3 separate regions of the Zea mays genome follow, and regions 2 and 3 are each linked to region 1. The links are chromatin contacts, called in public Hi-C maps. All regions are on one chromosome and are shown on one strand. The core of a region is the stretch at or near the end of the contact, and the rest is flanking DNA. Distances in the headings are between cores, read along the strand shown. Region 1 holds the start of LOC100216974. Region 2 has its middle 20 kb from the start of LOC100192558. Region 3 has its middle 29 kb from the start of LOC100282510.

Region 1 (4,127 bases), core at 711-3,210:
CCAGCGAGATCTGGGTGGGGACTGGGGAGGCGTGGAGCTTCGGCGCTGCGACCGGCTCCTGCTGCGTGCGCGCACGAGGTTTCCCATGGTTGATGTGCTGTGCACAGGTGTCAAAGAAACTTCGATCGGCCCCCAGATCCCTGTGCAGTGTGCAGTCCTAATTCCTAGGCCCGGGCCATTTCACGGCGAGAGCAGAAAGCACCGCAGCAGTACCATTTGCAGGTTCCGATTTCTGAAGTAGGGGCCCTTTTTTTTTGCACGCGTTACGAACAGGCATTTCCAAATGCATGGCAGCGGAACTCCGGGACTGACTGACTGTCGGGCCACACAACTCAAAACAGTGGCCATGACTAGTGTCCCCCTCCCAGCGCAGGATGTGGAGAAAGAACAGAGTACTGTTCACAAAGCAGGATGACTGGTGGGGACGGGAGATGTTTTCTTTTTTTCCTTCGCATCTGACGTTTGGTTTCACCCAGCATATCAAATGTTTTAATAATAATTACATATATTAAATATAGTCTAATTATAAAACTAAATTCATAGATAAGGACTAAAAGACGATAGAAATTTATTAAACCTAATTAAGTCGATATTTAATACTCATAATTGATATTCAAATATTTGATATGACACGAAGTCACAAACTAAACTTTGGTTACTTTAGTATTGAAATGGTTTGGAGGGATTGGAGAGTGTATAAATTCCTAATAAATCAAAAAACTATCACAATACATATCAATCCATTTCAATCCCTTTTATTACTAGATTACCTAAACCAAACACCGGCGCCACGCACGCGATGACGTGGTGAGGAATTTGCGCAGACGCACAGAGGCGAACAAAGGGGCTCCTCCTCAGTCAGGCCAGTGCAGCGCTGCCACGTCGGATTATGCACTAGGCAGTGCTTGTGCTGAGTCCCTTCGGTTGGTTTGACTACCAGCTTGGCAACAGTGACGCTTACGACTACCAGCTTGGCAACATCTATTGCATGCCTGTCTATTCAGAAAGCCACCCCTGTCTGTCTAAGGTGGGTTCTAACTTCTAACCAAGATTAAGATTATTCTGTAACTAATAGTATATCAGCCTGACCTAGTTCATACGTGAGGAGCCATTTCGGCCACCAACTCCTCCGCGTTGCTAATTCTGTACTACTCCTTAACACCACTTGCTCTCCAGTCTCCAGCACGCAACACACGGATGCGCACGCTCCGGAAAACATGCGACGCACAAGAATGCGCACGCGCCTTCTCTAAAATTGGCAACGTGTTCTCGAAAAACGGGCGGGGGCCCGAGCTCCTGCGCGTCGATCGTCGGAAACAAGAGCCCGTAAAACTGAAGGCGACGGACGTACGGCGGCGGCCCGTCTCCAGTTTGGAGACGAAGGTGAAATGGGGGCGGACAAGATGTTGCGGCCTGCGGAGATTTTCCTGGTGTGTGTGTGTGTGCACAACGACTCGAACACACGCACGCACGCACCAACGGAATCCTGAATTTCCTGATCCTGTTTACCCCCCGAGAAGGAAAAAAAAAGGATCCCGGTTCTCAACGATCAATCAAAGTAGACAAGCGGCCAAACGTATCGCATCGACGACGAATGAATGGGACGAACAACAGATAGAGGTAAGCCAGCGAGCGATCGGGGGTGGGGGGGAATCGTACGCACCTCTGGGCTCTGGAGGAACCTTTGTTTGTATATTATCTATATATCCTTGATTCTTCCCGGCGAGTCCTCGATGATGGATCGGATCTTCTGGGGAGGAGAGGAAGGAGAACGGGAGAGGCAGACGAGCCGTTCCTCGACTCGCTCCGACTCCGAGGAAGGGGGGTGGCGCGGGTTCTGCTAATTGATTGCCCGTGTGTGTTTGTGAATTGGATTGGAGGAGGAGATGCGTGAGGCCGAAGAAGTCTTCCAGAAAAATGAAAGGAAGGAGGGAGGGGTAGGTGGCGAACAGCTCAAACGCCCGCCGTCGCTCGCATGATCGCGCCGCGTCGCCTTCTCCCCCTCCTCTTGCCTCGCGCTCGCAGTGTAGGACGTGTGGTGTCCCACCCACGAGGCCACGAGGGCCACGGTATGATTCCATCCAGACCAGTGTACACAAGTCCCTAGTCCTACTCTCTGATACATGGGCCCTACCTGGACTGTGTGTGTTTGTGTATTCCCGGGATACGTACATTTATCGTCCGATATATGTAACCCCTACTTGATAATGATAATGATTATACGTATCGTACTCGTATCACTTGCACTTGGACACCTCGGCTGCCTCACCCCAAAGGCCCCAGCTGCTGTTTTAATTAGGGACGCGTACGCTGCTATCCAACCTTGCACTGCAGCCCGGCCCACCAATAGCATCCTGACAAGCGCGATGCACGAACACGGCGGGGTCCGTTCCAGCGATCCCGTCAAATGGAAAGGGAATGAAGGACTTCTCCTTCTGTTCGTACCTCGCAGTAACATCGCTGGATGAAAACGACTGATACTGAATTTTCTGCACGGTTGAACTGGAACAGAAACACGATTGGTGATCCGAAGGGGGCACACCGCACACAACCAGCTATCACTATCAGGCTTCAGTGGACCAGCGAGCATCAGCTGAGGACTGACCACCACCCTTGGGCCTAGGCTAAAGATATACTAGTAGCTGTATAAGAAAAACGATTTTGAACCTGCTGCCGAGTCTCGTAAAATGAAATGTAACAGCGCAATTGGTCAGCCGGACACTGGAACCAGTACCAAACATTTTGGAATCATGCAGAATTCTTCGCCGGATTGATAGGCTGACCACCATTATTTCCTCACAAACGAGGACATGCCCGTTTGGCAGCCTAACAGCAAGGACAGCAAATGTTTCCAACACGCAAGCCGAACCTACATCCCCTCCAATATGTCTCCATCCGACACCCTCAATCAAAAATTCGAAAAGTTCTCCCTCCGTCGCCAATTAAAATTCGTTTTAAATAATTAATAGATTCGTAATACAATTAATAGATTCATAATACAACTAATAGCTCCATAATGCTTGATTTATATATTTTATATATTTCTACATTCATCATCATCTATTTGAGTATAGACATAAACATCAAGAGCTAAAATAAATCATATTTTAGGACGGAGAGAGTAAAAATTATGGATTTCACATCAATGCAGGTAGTATCAAGAATAATGGTTTGGCACAATCATCATATGGCAAAATAACAAAGTTGTAAGCGCCACCGAGCCAGAGCCCAGTGAGACCTTACTGATCAGTCTTACACATGTAGGAGTTTCAGTCGCTGCACACAAAGCTTATTGGTTCCGCATTGCATACTACTGGTACAACAGCAGCGACCGTTGTTGGTATGTACAGTTCTCTTATGAGGGGGAAAAGAATGTCAACAGCAGACTCAAGGGGCGGGATTTCAGTTAGGAGGCTCATCTTGTTTGTTCTTTTGGTACACTGTTTCTAGGCACTCCTTGGCCCGGTGAACCTTCGATTGGAGGTAAAAGCTCCCAGATTTGCCGTTCCTTTCAAACAAGTTATCGTATCGCTGCATAACACATAGTTGTATGTTCGAATTGAAGTGAGAACCGTGCACCCGAATAAAAGCACGTCAAATGAGAAACGGGACAGAAGGGCAGACCTGTACGATCTCTTCCCACGTCGAATTCTCTGAGACACCCAGTATCTGCCTCGCTTCCTGTTCGGTCATTGTTTTGCTTGCTCTACGAATATTGTTTATTGCCTCATGGGCCACACCAGTTTTATTTGCATCTGGCAGAGGTAGGAGGTAACAATATAAGGAGGTGCATGTAGCAATTAAATGAATAGCAAAAAATATCATTCAGAAGGTACTATCCGCCTGTTGTTGACTCAGTGCGTGGAAAGCAATCAAAGCATCAGTGCGATAGCAAGATGACAATGAAAACCACTTCATACAATGTTTCATGCCGCAGAGCCAATCTAACCACTAAGGGGGTGTTTGATTCGAGGAATCGCTTTATCCAAGAAAAGGTGGACAAGGTCACGCCAGCGGGCGTAGCTGGAAGACGGAACCAACAACCAAATGTTCTGGACACTGACCGCTTGAGTATGAAGGTTAGCGATGATAGCAACTTCGTACATTAGGAAAACCAATCATACTCG
Region 2 (4,127 bases), core at 631-3,130, 94 kb before region 1:
ATTAGTAGTCATGTTGTCCACTTGCTTTGTTTTTAAGTAACACATATTTTTTATAAAGAATGCATGTCATTGAATTCAACTACGTACCAATTATGTAAATCATTTTATGTAAGGGCTAGTTTGGTCCTAGATTCTCGGGGATTGAGTGGGAAAATAACCACTCAATCCTCAGGAATCCTAGAGGAATTTAAGTTTCTAAATTAGCCCTAAGATGATGTTTAAAATCCACCCATAAATGAGGTTTAAAAGATAGACACGTATAGGTAGGACTGATATTGGGGGTCTACTTTATCGTAGATCCTCAAAACACCTCGCCTTCGAATTGAATAAATGTGTTTTAGGTACATCATGAAGAACAAACGAAGCCATCCTTTGGCCAAAGTGGCTAGCGAAGAAGCTTCACACAAGTGCGCGCGTGGCGAAGGTGCATGTCGAGGTAATCGGCTTCGGCGTCTTAAGACTTTGCGCATGAAGCGGGAAAGGAGAAGGATCGGAAAACTTGCGCTGCAAGAAAGGAGGAGAAAAGACAGTATTGCCCTGCGATACTTGTAGACCATAAGTGTAAACTTCTCGGGTATACTTGTAATTTTGTACGAAGTTATATCTCTCCCCTATAAATAGGTGAACAGTGTCATGCATAAATTCATTTTTGAAGGGATCATAGCTTTGTTAACCTCAGCCTTTGAAGTACCTTCGAGCTAGTATCTCGTGTAAAGCCGAAGGTACGTTTGTAATTACTTGTTATACTATAAGGAATAAAAACGACAGGTATGGAGATTCGAAGATAAGTTGAATTCATTGTTCTTTACGATTCGTGTATTATCTTCGTCGATATTCGTACACGCGCATCCTTTGTCTTCTCCCTTCGAAGAAGAGTTAAAAGAATGGAGATACATGGAGAGGTGTGTCGTTTTATAACTTGTGTTGTCTTGTTTTTTTTGTCCTATAGCAATGGAAAACAAATGACCAACAGTAGAAAATCTAAAACATTTTATAATTAAAAATAAAATCTAAACATTTAGGCCATGATCCAAACCTCTAGAAATAATTGTTAGCCGTGAATAAGTTACTAGCTAGGTTTAGCTGGGCTAGAGCAGCTATCAACAACTAATAGGTATTTGTGAGGTATAACTAACAATTAGCTGGTCTATTAACTAAAATTACTGAAATGTTTACAACGGAGCCTTAGATTATCTCTAGTAGACTCCCTATTGTACACCCTATCTTATTCTATATTTCAAGCTCTAATCTGCAAATATTGCGATCTACAGTGCAAAACTGTACTTTGCATTTTACACGGACCGGTGGAGATAGTCAGATAGCTTACCTTAATTTTTTTAGGATAATTGGAGCACTATACAAATAGACGACCCTGCATTAGAAAGTTTATACCTACTACTGTTGAAACTACTAGTAGGAAGTGAATGCCCTTTCCCAATTTGTCGCCGGGTTCTTCTCTCCCCATCCCTAACCCCAACGGTCGGATCTCAACCACCTCCCCCGTAGCAGCGAGGAGCGAGAAGAGAGAACCGAGGGAGCGAGAAGAAAAGGCCAAGACTCCTTTGACCCGTGAACAGTGTCCGGACCCCCACCGCGCGCTGACGTCACCGGCAAGCAAGAGGGCCCGTCCGTCCGTCGAAGCGCACGTGGTCCCACGGCGGCAGCCGACAGCGACCCCTCATTCACGAGCGCGCGCCGGTGTGACAACAACCCCCACGCGGCCACGCCTCCTCCCCGTCCCGTTGCTTTCCGCGGCGCTCGCTGTCCCTTGCGGGCTGGCGTGGCGCGGGCGCAGCGCAGCGCAGCGGCCGGCACCCGGTGCGTGGTGCGTGCCTTGGTTGTTCTTCGCCGCGGCGGGTGTTCGTGTCGATGGCCGGTTCGCGGTCCTGGGACCTGGGTCCGCCGGTCGGACCGGTACGTGGTGGGGCTGGAGCTGGAGCGGTATGGAGACCGGGCCGGGGCGTGTCGGGTCTGGGCGGCTGGCCAGGACCACGTTCGAGTACGAGTAGTACGAGTACGACGTCGCTGTCGGTCGTAGCGTTGTTGTCTCTGCAAAGGACGTTTTCCTGTCGCGAGCGCGCGCGGCAGTGTCTCGGTTGTGTTTCACGTGTGCTCGGCTAGCCGCCTGTCAGACGATACTGTGTGTATGTATATACACAGGAGTAACGACGGAGTCCTGTACCGTGCATGATTCATCATGAGCGGCCACAGATGTGTTCGACGTACGACGGCATTAGAAAGACGATGCGCGCGTATGGAGCAGTCGACCATGTTGGATTGCGCCCAATGCAAGGTACTCATACCTTTTGTTGCCGTAGTGGTAGGTAGTACACTAGTACGTACGTACGAATAGTCACCAGGAGGTGAGGACACCCGGCCTATCTATCATTGTACTCCTATACGGTGTACGTCGGACATAGGAACACTGCTCTCAACTGTTGACGACACTACGACAGCGATCTCCTCCTCCTATCCGATCCGGACGATCCCCGGCCCGCATGTCTGTCTGTTGGGCGTACGTTCGCTCCAGGTGCGGTTGCGGCCTCATGTGCAGTGGAAAGGAAGCGGCGCGCGCGAGACATACATGAACAGGCCATCCGCTGTTGATCGGAGGAGGTTTGGATCGCGCGTGGCGTGGGTCATCTTCTCGTGTACCACTCCTGCGCAGGAAGAACCAGTGGGCAGGGTTTCAAAGATTGCCTCGGGATCGGCGGTTTTGACCGCAAGCAGCACGCAACGCAACCTAGGGAGCTGACCCCAATGCGTGACGTGACGTCGCCCGGAGCTGACCCCAAACCTGGGGAGCACCGCCCTCGGAACTGCCGTCTGGAAATTACTAGTACTGGCCAGGATTCATGCACTCTGCACGGTCATCCCATCCAGCCTTCCCGAGCGTAAACAACAGAAACCAAGGTTCTCCACTTGACGGACGCTGTACGATCCTGCTCCAGCCAGCCAGCCATAGTGCCCCCCGCTTCTCAACCCCACGTGAAGCGGGCCCGTGCATCGCGCGACCGACCCACCCACCCCAGGTGAGGTGCCGGCAGCGCGCCTAGCGATCCGTTCAGGTCAACGGCAAAGTAGCGATCCTGTACTGTATGGCCGTGTGCATGCCAGGCGCGCACGCTTCTCAGACTCTTGGCCGAGAGGGATCGATCCGTTAGCGACCCCGAGGGCCCCAGCAGCCTACCGGCGGCTGACAGACGCACGTACGTAGCGTGCTCCAACAATGCGCGGTCGCCGGCCCGCCAGGGCTGCTGCTGCTGCGGCAGTTCGGCCATCACGTCGCCGGCCTCAAGAACCAGGGCATGCCATCTCCAGCGATATAGATGTCCAAACGGCCGGGAGTGCTCGGCCACAACTAGGCCTAGCACGGATAGAGCTGTGCTGGTCCGGCCCATATTAGCTAGCGGGCCGGGTCGGGCCGGCCCATGGGCCCCGAGCGAGACTTAGGCACGACCCGCTTGGTTAATAATCGTGCCGGACTAGTCCACGGGTCTAACGGGCTTATAACAACATATGATGTTTAAATGATTAAAGATATCCTAAAAGTATGCATATACGAGGGTTTAAACCATATGTTAGCTCTAAATATTTATTTACACCCACAACCAACAAAAACACATGCTTCTTGTGTTTTCTCTACTATACTTAAAGCACCAGTTTCAACGGTCGTCCCGCGTCATCTTTTTACAAATAATCTCTCACAACTATTTCAAATTAACTCGTTGTACGTCCATCTGGTTTGCGCAACCAACCTCCACGTCCCAGAACACACCTTCACATATAGATGGCCAAACGGCGGCTCGGTACGGGCGAGACGCCCGTGGGCCACAGCTCTGGCCCAGGCACATTATGCCGGCCTGCTGACTGTGTCGGGCCAGCCCGTTAACCCATTTGGTTAAATCAGCGTAAAATGTTATAAAACGGTGCAGGATGTGGAGTTCGAACTCATGCCCTAATGGAAGAAGGACGAGAGACACTGGGTGAAGCTGTCTAACTAGTAGAACATTATACTCAGATGTTTTTAATATTGAATATAAATTGTATATATATGTATATTCTTTTTTTGTAAAATAAAAAATATAATCGTGTCGGTTCAGGCCAGCACTATGGGTCGAGGCTAC
Region 3 (4,127 bases), core at 865-3,364, 71 kb after region 1:
ATCAGCTAATTCAAAACTATTGCTAAGCAGCTATAAGCCAACACAAACGTTTTGTGCACTGACCCTACTTGAGATGCAAATCTTGAATCAACACACGGAAAGCTACACACATGAGGGAGGGAGGGAAAGGAAAGGACACTTCACCTCGTGGTCGCAGTTGACGAACTCCTGCTCCGAAAGCACCTCCAACTTGCCAGTTGTGAGGTAGTGCGCACCCTCCAGCACTCCCAACGCGCTGAACGACCAGCAGGATCCACACGAACCCTAAACAGCAGCCCTAGAAAAGAATTTCAGGAGAAAAGAGCAAATAGATCGATGTGAAAGGAACGACTCCGATCTTTGGATCCATGGTCACCAGATTTGGCAGAAAACGACCTAGTTCTTGATGGGCCCGACGACGATGTGGTCCCTCCAGTCAAAGTCGTCTGGGAGGCCATCAGTGGGGAGCACGGGCGCTTCATGCGCCAATTCCGCGAGCTCTCTGAGAAGCGCGCGCTAGAACTTACGAATGCCAAGGTAGGGTGTGGGATCTGGGCGCCGAGGGAGGGGGACGGGGCTGGGGCCCAATGCAGGATTGAACTCCACCTCCCGCTACCGGGACAAACACGAGCACGGACCACATCGTGTTGGCCACAGCGAGGGGATCTGGCGGCGCCGCCGACGCAACACGGTGGAGCACGGACCGAGCCATCCCTGCGCATGCATTGAGACGCGAAGGGGGGCGTTACCATTGGCTGGACGGGGAAGAAGAGAGGAGCCAGGGGGCGCCACAACCGCCGGCTGGACAGGGAAGAAGAACGTGGATCCAGGGCGGTGCAGGCGTCAGTTTCTTCTCCCAAGGACTGCTGCGACGACGGCAACTTCTCCGATACCGGCGATGACGCGTGCTAAACACACAAGACTCATGCGGAAGGTGGGGCAAGATCTCGAGGAGGAAGAGGGCGAGAGAGAGGAGTGGGGACTGGGGAGCGAGTGGAGAGAATGGAGGCGAGAGAGAGGTGTGGGGAGCGAGTGGAGAGAATGGAGACCGAGGCAGATGCCTAGGAAGGGGCGGTCCCTTTGGATGTACTCACGGAGTGCGTCGGCCATGCCCGTCCTGTTGAGGACGTCCATGGCGGAGCCGAAGGCGCCGACACCGGGAAAAAACGAGCCGTTCCGCGGCGACGATGTCCTCCGGGCTCTGCACGTCGCCGATGTCGAAGCCGAGGTAGCGAATTGCGTAGTGGAACTCTCCTCCGGGCTCTCCACGAGCTGACCGAGCGGTTGGGCGCGACGTCGTGCGGAAGAAGACTGCTGCGGTGGAGTATGGGCCGCCCCAAACGTATGGGCCGCACCAAAATTTCAGCCCAGAGCGCCGGTACTGCTGTGGTGTTGTGTCTTGCAAAAAAAAATTAGTACCATACTGGCTAGTAAAGGAGACATAGAGCGGCTTATAAGCGTTGGCTCGGACGCAACAATAAGAACTCTGTTGTTATGTGTTTAGTGGCTGAACTATCTAGATTCAACTCGTGAGTACGTGTAAATTTTTGCTGGCCCTGGGGGCGCACGTAGATGGCAGAACACGTAGACGGCAGAACGGCAGAACACGTCAGAGGCAGACTACTATTGCTTACTTAATAAGTAGTAGAGATTGCAAACTCCAGTCACCGACGTGAGAGCGGTGGCTGATGCTGATAGCTCAGAGTAAATTCTTAGCGCCATCAGCCAGCCTGTGCCATTGACGGTTTTATGAAGAAGAGAACACGTATTCCTTTTCCAGATACAGGGGACTCCTAAACTCTGCTCATCGAAAGCAGACACACATTCTGACCCTTGAACAGGAGCAAAACAGAAAGGTATGGAATGGCATGTGGCACTTCATTTTCCCATGCTTTAATTGCTATCGCTGAATACTTGATGGTGCACCAGGATATACAGAAAATTGTTCCTATTAGTAAGAGCTGTGTACCACACAGTACAATCATAGATCTGTAGTTAGTTAGATATTACAAAAAATATATAATAATGTGTGGTTATGTATCTAAAAGATAAGACAGTTATAAGGCCTGATAATGGGTCAGGATCCAACCCCCAACCCCACTCCAACCGTATCGGCTATTTGGGACTGAGCCCAATACCACTCTAACCCATACTGATTTTATTCAGCTCTATCCGATCCACCTCTGATCCGTTTCGACTCCACGGGCTGATCCTACTCTATTAAATGGCCATCACAGCAAGCGTTGCCCACCAGACAAGTAAGCAAAGGGCCTTGTTTGGATAAAGAGAGATTGAAGTGGATTGAAGTGTATTTTAGGGATTGAAAGGGAAATTAGTTTATATTACACTTCAATACACCTTATACCACCTCAATCCACTCCAATCCAAAATTATCCAAACAAGCCCTAAGTATATGAATCCGTGGGCTCTCGCATGTGAATTAAGCAGCCGCACTACAAATTCATTAGGGCTTGTTTGGTCGCGTGGGACTTGGAGAGGATTCTTACCTCCAATTTATCATGCAACCAAACGAGCCCTTACCGTGTTGAATAGTGCATGGCTGCACAAAAAACTATATGACATGAGAACAATTATATTTTTTTCTTCTAAAAAACAGAAAACGCACAAATATGGAGTTCATCAATTATTACAAATATACATCACAAGACATTATAGAATCAACCTATGAAGCACGAATGAATTAGGGATCTCAACACAGTCAACAGCGCTTGTCATTTTTCTTCTTTTTGCCAGGGATTGAACCGAGGAGCAACAATTTTCTTTTCACACATTGCACTCATCAACAAAGGGGTTACCGATCAATCAATGGTCCTAACATGGCTTCCAACAAACTTTATAGAAAGCCCACAAAACCCTTAAACAAACACATCAGCAGATGTACTCACTGGACACTCGTATGTAAACCTACTGTCAACGAATATGAAAACAGCGCCTTCAGCGGTATTATCACTAGGACAGCCCAACTGTTAATTGTGATTAGAAGGTTTGATCCTCAGAAAGAGCGTTGTGCGCATAAGATACCACAAAATAGGAAGTAATCACCAGCTAATTAAAAGGTCGTGTAGAACACTATACGTGGTGAGTTGGTACCTATTACAGATTTATAGGGAAAAAGAAACTAAAACAACTAATATGCCACACATGACACACAGGTGTTCGTGCGAAAACACAGATCAATGCTATAAAATGGAACTGCTCTACGATAAAAGTTCAGACAGCTTGCCATCTACGAATTGTACAGTTCTTGACAAAGTTCTTCTATCCAGGAATACAGGGCATGAGCTACCAATCAAGGAAAACACAAATAGCTCTAGAACTGCTAATTTTATAGTCATCAACCAATTCTGTACAAGAGTGCGGCTACATATTTATCCTGTATAGCAAGAGTGTCAGTACAGCTACAAGTAACACAACATGTGCAGGAAAAACTCATGAGATGTGCGAGGACTGCATGAGGCAGTGGCGGACGCAGAACAAAATTCTAGGTGGGGCCGAAAGTGCAAGAGACAAATCACCAGACTAGACCATAAATATAGATTAATGATAATATCTAGTGTTTCCAAAATGATATGAATACCAAAAAACTTTTTTGGCTACCAAAAGGAGAGCTAGAGAGAAAAAAAATAGGTGCACTGACTGAGGACGAGGCACTAGGGCGGAGCAGCCGCATCGGCGCGTCGTTCTGGCGAGTCATCGAAATTGTCGTGAGATGGTGTTGGTGAGACGACGACAGCTAGGAGGAGCGAGTGCAGGAAGCAAGGTAGCGATAGATGACGGTGACGGCAAGCGACACCCATTGTCGTGTTGCAACGGCGCGATGGGACTCTAATGAGTCAGCGAGGGACAGGTGACGCCACGGTCCCACCAACAACTTGCCCATCTACTGGTGCGGACTAGGAGTCAAAATATCAACATTGTCTATAGGATCCTGACGAGACGACGAGCTGATGAGTGATGAGAAGGCAAGGTGCGCTGCAGCAGGCGGGTTAGGTCACCGACTTACTGGTCAGTCGATGATCGAAGAAGCGAGTGAGCCACAACTGGGCTTGCGCTAGGGAAGAGAATCAAATGGCTCAGGTGAAGAGTGGACTGAGCAGTGAAGCGTCGACAGAAAAATAGATCAAAAC

What was found. Hi-C and Micro-C count contacts between places; a contact is called where the count stands out from the background.
Region 2: a Hi-C map of bundle sheath shows a contact between it and region 1, with 2.3 times the contacts expected there. The contact joins the enhancer-like site here to the promoter of LOC100216974 in region 1. A contact is called at or near these places in 9 of 25 Hi-C or Micro-C datasets (bundle sheath, ear, leaf and 4 more) and 1 of 3 datasets of contacts at active chromatin or transcription factors (seedling).
Region 3: a Hi-C map of tassel shows a contact between it and region 1, with 2.5 times the contacts expected there. The contact joins the enhancer-like site here to the promoter of LOC100216974 in region 1. A contact is called at or near these places in 3 of 25 Hi-C or Micro-C datasets (ear, leaf and tassel).

What each region holds. Positions count from the first base shown.
Region 1 is chr1:236,554,074-236,558,200 of Zm-B73-REFERENCE-NAM-5.0, forward strand. LOC100216974 reads right to left here and starts at 1,961. Exons shown (of 8, transcript NM_001317379.1): 1 at 1,664-1,961. LOC100286228 (mitochondrial import inner membrane translocase subunit TIM16) reads right to left here. Exons shown (of 4, transcript NM_001159116.2): 3 at 3,625-3,755; 4 at 3,159-3,531. The coding sequence ends at 3,403.
Region 2 is chr1:236,460,166-236,464,292 of Zm-B73-REFERENCE-NAM-5.0, forward strand. No RefSeq gene overlaps it. Among protein-coding and RNA genes, the nearest start is that of LOC100192558, 20 kb to the right of the region's middle. Within about 2 kb of position 1,881, at least 19 of the 20 cell types and tissues checked have an H3K27ac peak or open chromatin away from gene starts, as enhancers often do. A contact at or near this core is called in bundle sheath, ear, leaf and 4 more, where this site is marked.
Region 3 is chr1:236,625,232-236,629,358 of Zm-B73-REFERENCE-NAM-5.0, forward strand. It overlaps the pseudogene LOC100274809. Among protein-coding and RNA genes, the nearest start is that of LOC100282510, 29 kb to the left of the region's middle. Within about 2 kb of position 2,115, at least 18 of the 20 cell types and tissues checked have an H3K27ac peak or open chromatin away from gene starts, as enhancers often do. A contact at or near this core is called in ear, leaf and tassel, where this site is marked.